Linked DNA regions of Cyprinus carpio: region 2 is linked to region 1. A link is a contact called in public Hi-C data. All regions are on one chromosome and are shown on one strand. The core of a region is the stretch at or near the end of the contact, and the rest is flanking DNA. Distances in the headings are between cores, read along the strand shown.

What was found. A called contact is a pair of places that touch in the nucleus more often than the background predicts.
Region 2: a Hi-C map of red blood cells shows a contact between it and region 1, with 1.8 times the contacts expected there. The contact joins two enhancer-like sites. A contact is called at or near these places in 5 of 8 Hi-C or Micro-C datasets (liver, red blood cells and skeletal muscle).

What each region holds. Positions count from the first base shown.
Region 1 is chrB3:19,963,481-19,967,600 of ASM1834038v1, forward strand. The region is part of intron 13 of rnf216 (E3 ubiquitin-protein ligase RNF216); the gene reads left to right. Among protein-coding and RNA genes, the nearest start is that of rnf216, 14 kb to the left of the region's middle. Within about 2 kb of position 1,956, at least 6 of the 8 cell types and tissues checked have an H3K27ac peak or open chromatin away from gene starts, as enhancers often do.
Region 2 is chrB3:20,000,877-20,004,791 of ASM1834038v1, forward strand. It overlaps LOC109092411 (a long non-coding RNA gene), which reads right to left. Exons shown (of 4, transcript XR_006154201.1): 3 at 2,307-2,425; 4 at 163-2,005. Among protein-coding and RNA genes, the nearest start is that of LOC109092409, 11 kb to the left of the region's middle. Within about 2 kb of position 2,360, at least 4 of the 8 cell types and tissues checked have an H3K27ac peak or open chromatin away from gene starts, as enhancers often do.

The sequences.
Region 1 (4,120 bases), core at 706-3,205:
CCCTAAACAGAGCTTAAGCAGGGTCAGGGAAGTTCAGCAGAACTAGATGAATCAGTATTCCGGGATATCGCTGCCTCATGATGTTTTGGAAATGATAACAAGGAAAATGTGGCTTATACCTTTAGGATATGAATCACAAATCACAACCTGTTGTGCTCTTGAGAAGCAAGGTTTTCGTAAAACAGACTGAATTGTATCAAGTGTTTGTTAAAAGCGGCTGCTGAAAGGAGATACTAGCTTAACTGTATTTTTCAGTAGTGTCACAGTAGCTTAGCTGTTTGTAAAATGATAAACTTTTCCAGTAATAACCTTTTTTTTACAACAACTGAAAAATGATTCACTGGTCTATGTTTAGTAAATAGTGTGTTATAGTAAATTAATATGCTAAATGTTGCTGTTTATCACTAAGTTTTTGACTTTGTAATATAAATTAGGAGGTGTATTAATAATATTACAAAAGATTTAGTAAGTAAAAAAAAAAGTTTTTTTTTTTATTTTTACTTTTTTTACTTTTTGATCAAAGAATGTCAAATTTTTTTATCATGGTTTCCACAAAAATATTAAGTAGTTTTCAGTATTAATAATAATAATAAATGTTTTTTGAGCAGCAAATCATCATATTAGAATGATTTCTGAAGGGTCATGTGACACTGAAGACTGGAGTAATGATGCTGAACATAAAAAAAAAAAATACCAACTTTGTTGATGATTATTAGAAGTCATTAAAAAATATTGGTCAAAAGTGTATATTTGAGACAGGGGCGTCCCCTTAGGTAGGTTTAATATTGTCACCTACTTTTTGTTATTAGGTAGTGTTTGCATGGTAGCTTCTCCAACACTGTTTTGTCTTGAGTCTTATCAGTGTTGGGCTGTGAGGAATGTATCAGGCCGTGCCAGGACACAGAGAGCTGTCAGTCCGTCTGTGTGTTAGTGGATTTCAGCTGGCAGGCGGAACATGTCAAGGACTCTGGACTCACAGCTACTTTCTCAACAGGCCTGAGAGGAATGCTAGAGCCGCCTGCAGTTTGTCAGGGCTATCTTTCCATTCATCTGTCAACCTCCGTTTCTCTCTCTCTATCTCTGTTTGTCCCTCAATCACTTTTAAAGTAATAAGCGCATGTTGTAGGGCTGTGAACATTATGAAAGCTGATGGTGTTCGTATACATACATACACTGTAATTTAATGTAAAGTATGTTTTGAGTTCCTGTCATTTTGAAGCAGACCATTTCCCACGTCACTCTGAATCTTATAGTGTCAGGAGAAAGATATTAGCAAACAGTTGAGTATTTAGTATGTCTTTTTTGTTTAGTGGTTAAGGTTGACCTGAAGGCCACTCACTGTCCAACACAATATTCAAAGGCCCCCATAATGGCTAAAATATTTCGGCTGTAATTGTGAGAATGCTGCTTGTTTTCAGATTTTATTAACAGAAACTGAGTGTTGATAAATTTAAATATAAACACAATTTTTTTCCCAACAATATTCTGTATTTTCTTATTACTGATGGAAACAGTTGCTTTTGTGTCTGTATTTCTAGCATTTCAAGATAGTAGTCTCTGGCTCCCTGGTTTTGTGTGGTCAAACTTTGTATTTGTAATTTTTTTGTATGTAAGTGGAATAATGCAACATTGAATTATTGAAAATTAGTGCATACCAGAGATGTAATGATACATTAGTTAATTTATTATTAAACATTCAGTGGTCTATTGGCAGTTATGCTCAATATATCTTTGTTGATTATTGTCTGAGCAAGTCTTACTGATGTGAAAGGGTAGATGATGGTAGGCGTTTCCCTTTTAATATCCTGCCATCAGGAATTTAACAGTGCTTTTGTGTTTTCGGTCATATACCTGTTGTCCATTGGGTGGCGCTCTTGTTCTATGATGGCAGCGAAGTTTTATTCCGCCACACATCTGCTGCTGATTGCACTGCTAAACCCCGCCTCACACTTCTGCAGCAGCTCACAGCAGGGCGGGAGAGGGGGGCGCAGGGAGCTGCTCAAACGGCCACGTCTTTGGCCTTCCTCTCGGCACAGCCGATTGATTAAGTGTGCCATCAGGCAGGACCTCCATTTTCTCCTCCTATCCGTCTTCCTCCTGGTGGAGTCACAAGACTGGACGGGGGGAAATTGAAAACGGTTGTGTGGTTTGATTTCATAATGTGACCCATTTTCATTTCCTCTTTCTGGCTCTCAGCATGGCATTCCTATCGAGATGGGGAAGTGGGCTCTCGTGCACAGCAGTGCTTGACTTGGCCGGCATTATGAGGACTTTTCCAAAGCCGTGCTTCAGGGGGACAAATTTCTTGGGTAGATAATCTGTATAAAATGGCAACCACCTGATAAATGGTCAGTTCTAGTAAAATGCGTACAGTGCTGTGGCTTAGTGGTTAAACATCTGAGCTGGTAACTGAAAGGATGTAGGTTTCAAAGGGTTGGTCTATGAACCGTCACCTTTGTATGTCAATAAAACACCATTCACAAAAACATTAATGTCCTTGATCACTAGGTAAAATTATTTATAAATGTGCAAAGTTTTATGCATGATCAGTGTCCAAAATTTGTCATCTAAAAAATGGTGAATAATCTTAAATATCTCTTTCTTTGTTTTGCATTTTCTCCAGAACTTAATTTGGCTGTACATTACAGTTCTGTAAAAATAGACACTTCTGTTTTCCCCTTAAGCAAAAGTCATTGTTGTTGTTCTTAGTAGACAGTTTCACATCACTTTCATCATTGAGAGTTATACTATTATTGTTAAGGTGCGCTAACATTAGCAAAATTACAGGGACAATTTATGGCCAAATTTGTCGGTTGTGTACCAAACACAGCTGAGACAGAAGTCACTTTCAAACCAAGCAGCTTTTTGTTGGTTCACTCTCAGAAAAAAAGGTACAAAAGCTTTCACTAGGGGTGCATGATAAATATCGGCCGATAATTAATGCGCATCTCGTCAGTAAAGGCAGTCGTGGATTTGCGCAGCTTGTCAGTTAACAACGGCTCTGTGTAGTAACAGCTGCTCTGTTTGAAATCACACACCTGATGGAATTTACCGCTGATTAGAGAACCGGCTTTACTGACGAGATGCGCATTATATATCGGCCCATATTTATCGTGCACCCATAGCTGTGACTGGGGCAGTACCTTTTCAAAGGTACACCTTTATACCTTGCTTACCCTTAAAGGTACATATTATGCCTAAAGTGTACATATTAGTACCTTAGTGGAATATAGTAGTACTTTTTGAAAAGGTAGCAAGTTTGTGTGATGGACTTAAACCCATTGTGAAAGTAGATGCCGATAAAAGCATGTGTGGGAAGCACGCTGACGTACAGAGCTGATGTGCTACAGGCATCCCGAGTTCGAGGACCTTTCCCAATCCTGTCCTCCCCTCTCTCTTCCTCTTCACTTCCTGTGAGCTCCAGACTATCCTATCATAATAAAGGCAAAAAAAAAACCATTGTGACATTTTCCATTCGCAAAATTCCCAATCACATGCATACTTATTAAAATGGCTGGACTTCATGTTTATGTTACAGTTCCATATAATATTACTGTCCCCAAATTCTACCATTTAAAAAATAAATAAATAAATAAACCTTGATGGACCTCTACTCTAAATATTGAGGGTGATGTCTTCCCATTTCTGATTGTGTATGGAGATTTTTGCAGCTGTCTAGCCCACATTTGTCCAGTGGAAAATTCTGGAATCCCAGTTCCCCTGTTAACAAGTTTTTTTTTCCCTCCTGTCTTTTTCCTGTCTGATGTCCCATTTTTCTGTGGTGATGTATGCCCTCAAGTTTCCTGTCTTTAGTGGTGAGGAGACATCCTCTCCTCTGCCCTTCTCTTCACTCTTTTCCCTCGGTGAAGCTGAAGTTGTGTAACTGACACACTTTCCCCTCTCCACTGCCTCTATGGCCCCACCCCTTGTTGTGGATCAAGGACTTTCATTGGCTGGACCCAGATCCTTCAAATTTGAATGGTACAGTTCATATTTGACCCAGATTTTTCTTATTTTTCAAAAAATGCTGTTTTTCTCACAGTGATTGGATGTGTTAGTTGTGGTTTTCACACGCAGATCTGCCAGCATTCCCTACTCTCTGGCTCAGTTGGGGTGGTTT
Region 2 (3,915 bases), core at 1,110-3,609, 38 kb after region 1:
ATTACCATAGAAAAGAGAAGAGGAAAACAATGGCATGCCTACAGTATTTTGTTTCACCACACATTTCTTAGATATTGTGAGATCCAAACATCTGGGCCCTCTGGTGAAAATGCTTCTATTTTGCATTTGACTAATTTGCCCCTTTTTTTGTTTTCATGATAGCAGAACCCGAGCAAGATTGACTGAAACCTGATGACCATGCGCTGCATGATTTGAGATCCAAAGAGTATCTTGAGCTTCAATGGAAGAACATCTGACCTTCTTTACAGTCACGTGATCAATGTCACTAATTTGCTTATTACAATCTGAAATAGTTCTAATTCATTTACATTATGAAGTTTCTTTGTTTCTAACCTAACCCTAAGCTTTCAAAATGCAGAGACATTCAGTTACACATTCTGTTCCATATCTTCTGCACTGACCACTTTCACTATAATGACACTTGTCCAGCATTTGCATCTTTTATTTGCTACAATTTATACTTCTAGTTGGATGTGAAGTGCATTTAACTGGCTGTACTTGTAATCTAATATAATCTAATCAAAGTCTGTAAGCCTTGTCTGCATCGCCATATGTGCATTAAGACTTGCAGGACCTGTGTTTATGGTGTGGGTTTGGTGGTTATGGCTTCCGAGAGGAACCAGGCTGTTTAATGTGATGCCGAGTTTATGCCTTCAACCCTGGTTTCTGAATCCAGTTGTGTGGGTGATCTGTCAACAGTTCCCTCCTGTGAACTCCCCCCACCACCTCCTCTGGATCAGCCTACACTCCCCCGCATGCAGAGCCCATTAGAAGCCCCACATGAAAGCCACTGAATGGGCTCTTTCAGATTAGCACTGATCCCACATTGTTTATGCAGAGTAATTAGGAGCACACAGGAAAGCCCGGAGGTTAATTACAAAAGACTAGATAACAGTCATATCTCTGTCATGTCTAAACAAGCAATGCACTACAATGCTTTCGGAAACCCCAAACTAATTTTCCTGTTGCATCCTCTGTTTTATCTTTTGCTATTTCGATAGAAACTTAATGTGAGAACTGTGAAAGTGTGAGACTTCTGTGCTAAAAAAAAGTGTGAGATGTATGTGAAACTAAGACAGTTTGCAAAACAGACCGTCCTGGCCCAAAGTCACATTTTCGTTGAGTCAATGTTGGTGTGTTGGGGGCTGATCAAAATACACTCAAACTAAATAAAAGTACAGTGTTTACACTTTCAGGAGTAAATTCCTAATAAAGCTGAAGTCTATGCATATGAAATTAAGATCAGTAAAATTACACATCATCACCAAGATCCTCAGAAATTGGTACTGTAAGATGACCCTGACAGGAAACAGTACTCATATACCAACATTTCCATATCTTTTACTATTTTTAATTCATTCAATGTTTTACGCTACTGCTATTTCTTAAAGGCATAGTTCACCCAAAAAAAAAAAAAAAAAGAAAATTCTACTCCCCCTCATGTTGTAGCAAACCTGTAGGATTTTCTCTCTTCTGCAATACACATAAAATATTCAGATATTCTGAAGAATTCTGGTAACAAAAGTTTTGGTTGTCATTGACTACCTTTGTAATGACAAAATAATAATAATAATAATAATAATGACAACATGTAGACATTTCTCAAAATATCTTCTTTCATGTTCCACAGAAGAAAGAAAGTATGGAATGACATTAGGGGGAGTAAATGATGACAGAATTAAACATTTTTGGGTGAACTGTCCCTTATACATGACTGGCAGTTCCTCATTACATCTGAGTATCAAGTGAGACCCACTCCCCCAGTTTTCACTCACACACAGCAGATTTTCCGGATGAATGAAACAGGAGAGGGTCACATCAAACGGGTCTGCGCCACAGAACAAATAAAACACAAATCTGCTCTCCTCCTTGGCCCTGGATCCCCTTTCACGTTGCCCTTGGCTCCATTGATCTTCATGTGCAAAGTGTGTCAGATGGATAGGGAACAGGATCTGAGGAGGTGGAATGCATGTCCTTGCAGCTGCTGATATGATAGAGCTCAAGGTCAGGCCATCAGTGAAACAAACAAAAACCTTTAACAGTTAGTTGATGCATGATGTGTCATCATTTAGGAAAAAAAAAAAAAAAAAAAAAAAAAAAATATATATATATATATATATATATATATATATATATATATATATATATATATATATATATATATATATATATATATATATATATATTATATTATATAAATATATATAACATCGGGCTAAGCTCCGTAACTGAAAAAAAATTACACAGCAATCACAATGTCTGACTGAACCAGCTGCCATACTGACCCGGTTTCTTTTTGGGTGCAGCATTACGTGGATTTTGTGGCTGTTTGGGGCTCTGCTGCGCCATCTACTGACCCTTTAGTGCAACTGCATCATATATAATAACTACTGCCAGGCCACACCTGAATACAAGGGACCCAAGAAGAATTTGGACAAAATAGGTCATACATAGAAATGTAAAAATGTAATATCAAAATATCAAACCAAGTGAATGTATGAAAGCACAAGCACACTTTTCAAGTAAAACATTCCACAATTCACGCTTTTATATCAAAAGAATAACCAATTGATATATGTAAATCAAAATTAAGTCATTTTGTGAAAAAAAAAAATGAAGTTAGTCCTGAGAAAAGGTCTAGAATCATTTATTTCAGATGCCATTTGATGCGATCTATGTAATCTAGTGTAATGCCATTCACATGTTTAGAGTGGCACTTCCTGAAAAAAGCTGTAAATACATATATAAAACTATTGTTGGATAATCATACTAAAATATTGTTTTGCATACTGTAATTTAAATATATATACAGTAAGTTGTTACTGCATGTTAATTCTGTAATATCAAGCCCTCTATAGCATTGTCTGTCATTCATGCTGTGAATTAGGACTGTGAATGACACATCTACTATTTGAGGTGTAACTGAAAGCTATCATGTGCTCATCTAAAGATTTCAGTTGGCTTCCCTCCCCCTCTGTCTTCACTCAGCTCTCTGTCTCCACAGGGTAAATAAGTTATTTTATATGCTAATGATATGCTCTGGTCCAACAAAGAGCTTCTGCTCTCATGTGGGGCTGACTCTTTTGACCATTCAAACCAGCTGTTTGCTCTCTTTCTCCACACATATTGGCCAGGTTGTGAGAAGTTAAATTAAACTAAATATTTAAGAACCAGATTATAGCACCTCTAGAGGAGATTCCATGGAGATGGTATTTAAAAAAAAACATGCCTCATTTATTGAAGGTTTATTTTCAACATTGTGTTGTTTTAACACTGTCATGAATTAAAAGATATTATCATTGACACTGATGCCAGTCAGAGACTCTTACCAAGTGTCATACTCTTTATATGTTGGGACATCTGTTCAGACAGAGTGATGTTTCACTAACATCTGGCACTGATGGCCCAACACGTACATACACTACTGATATCAGAGTACAGTCTGCAAGGTTCATGTCCATTGTCTCATTTTGGCAAACACTCTATGGAAAGCTACTATGAAACTGTTCCAGAATTCACACTTCAAAAATACACTCCTCAAAATAAAGGTTCTTTAATGGCATTGATGGGTCCATAAAGAACCTTTAACTTAACCTTTAACTTTCCATCGCCAAAATGGATATTCTATTGCAGCAAAAAAAAAACTTTATTTTTAAAAGTATCCAAAAATGACTTCTTTTTGTTGTTGTTAAATTCTAAGGTAAAATGTGAATGAAAATATTAATAAAATGTCAAAATATTTATGATTTAAGACTATACGATGTCCCAAAACTATTAACCAGCCCACAATGTCTTTGTGAAGCCCACCCATGTATCAGAAAGCAGTGGGGGTGACCAGAGGCCAGCTGTAGGCCTGTAGGTTGAAGCTGGTGGAGGAAAGGGGCCTGCAGGCAC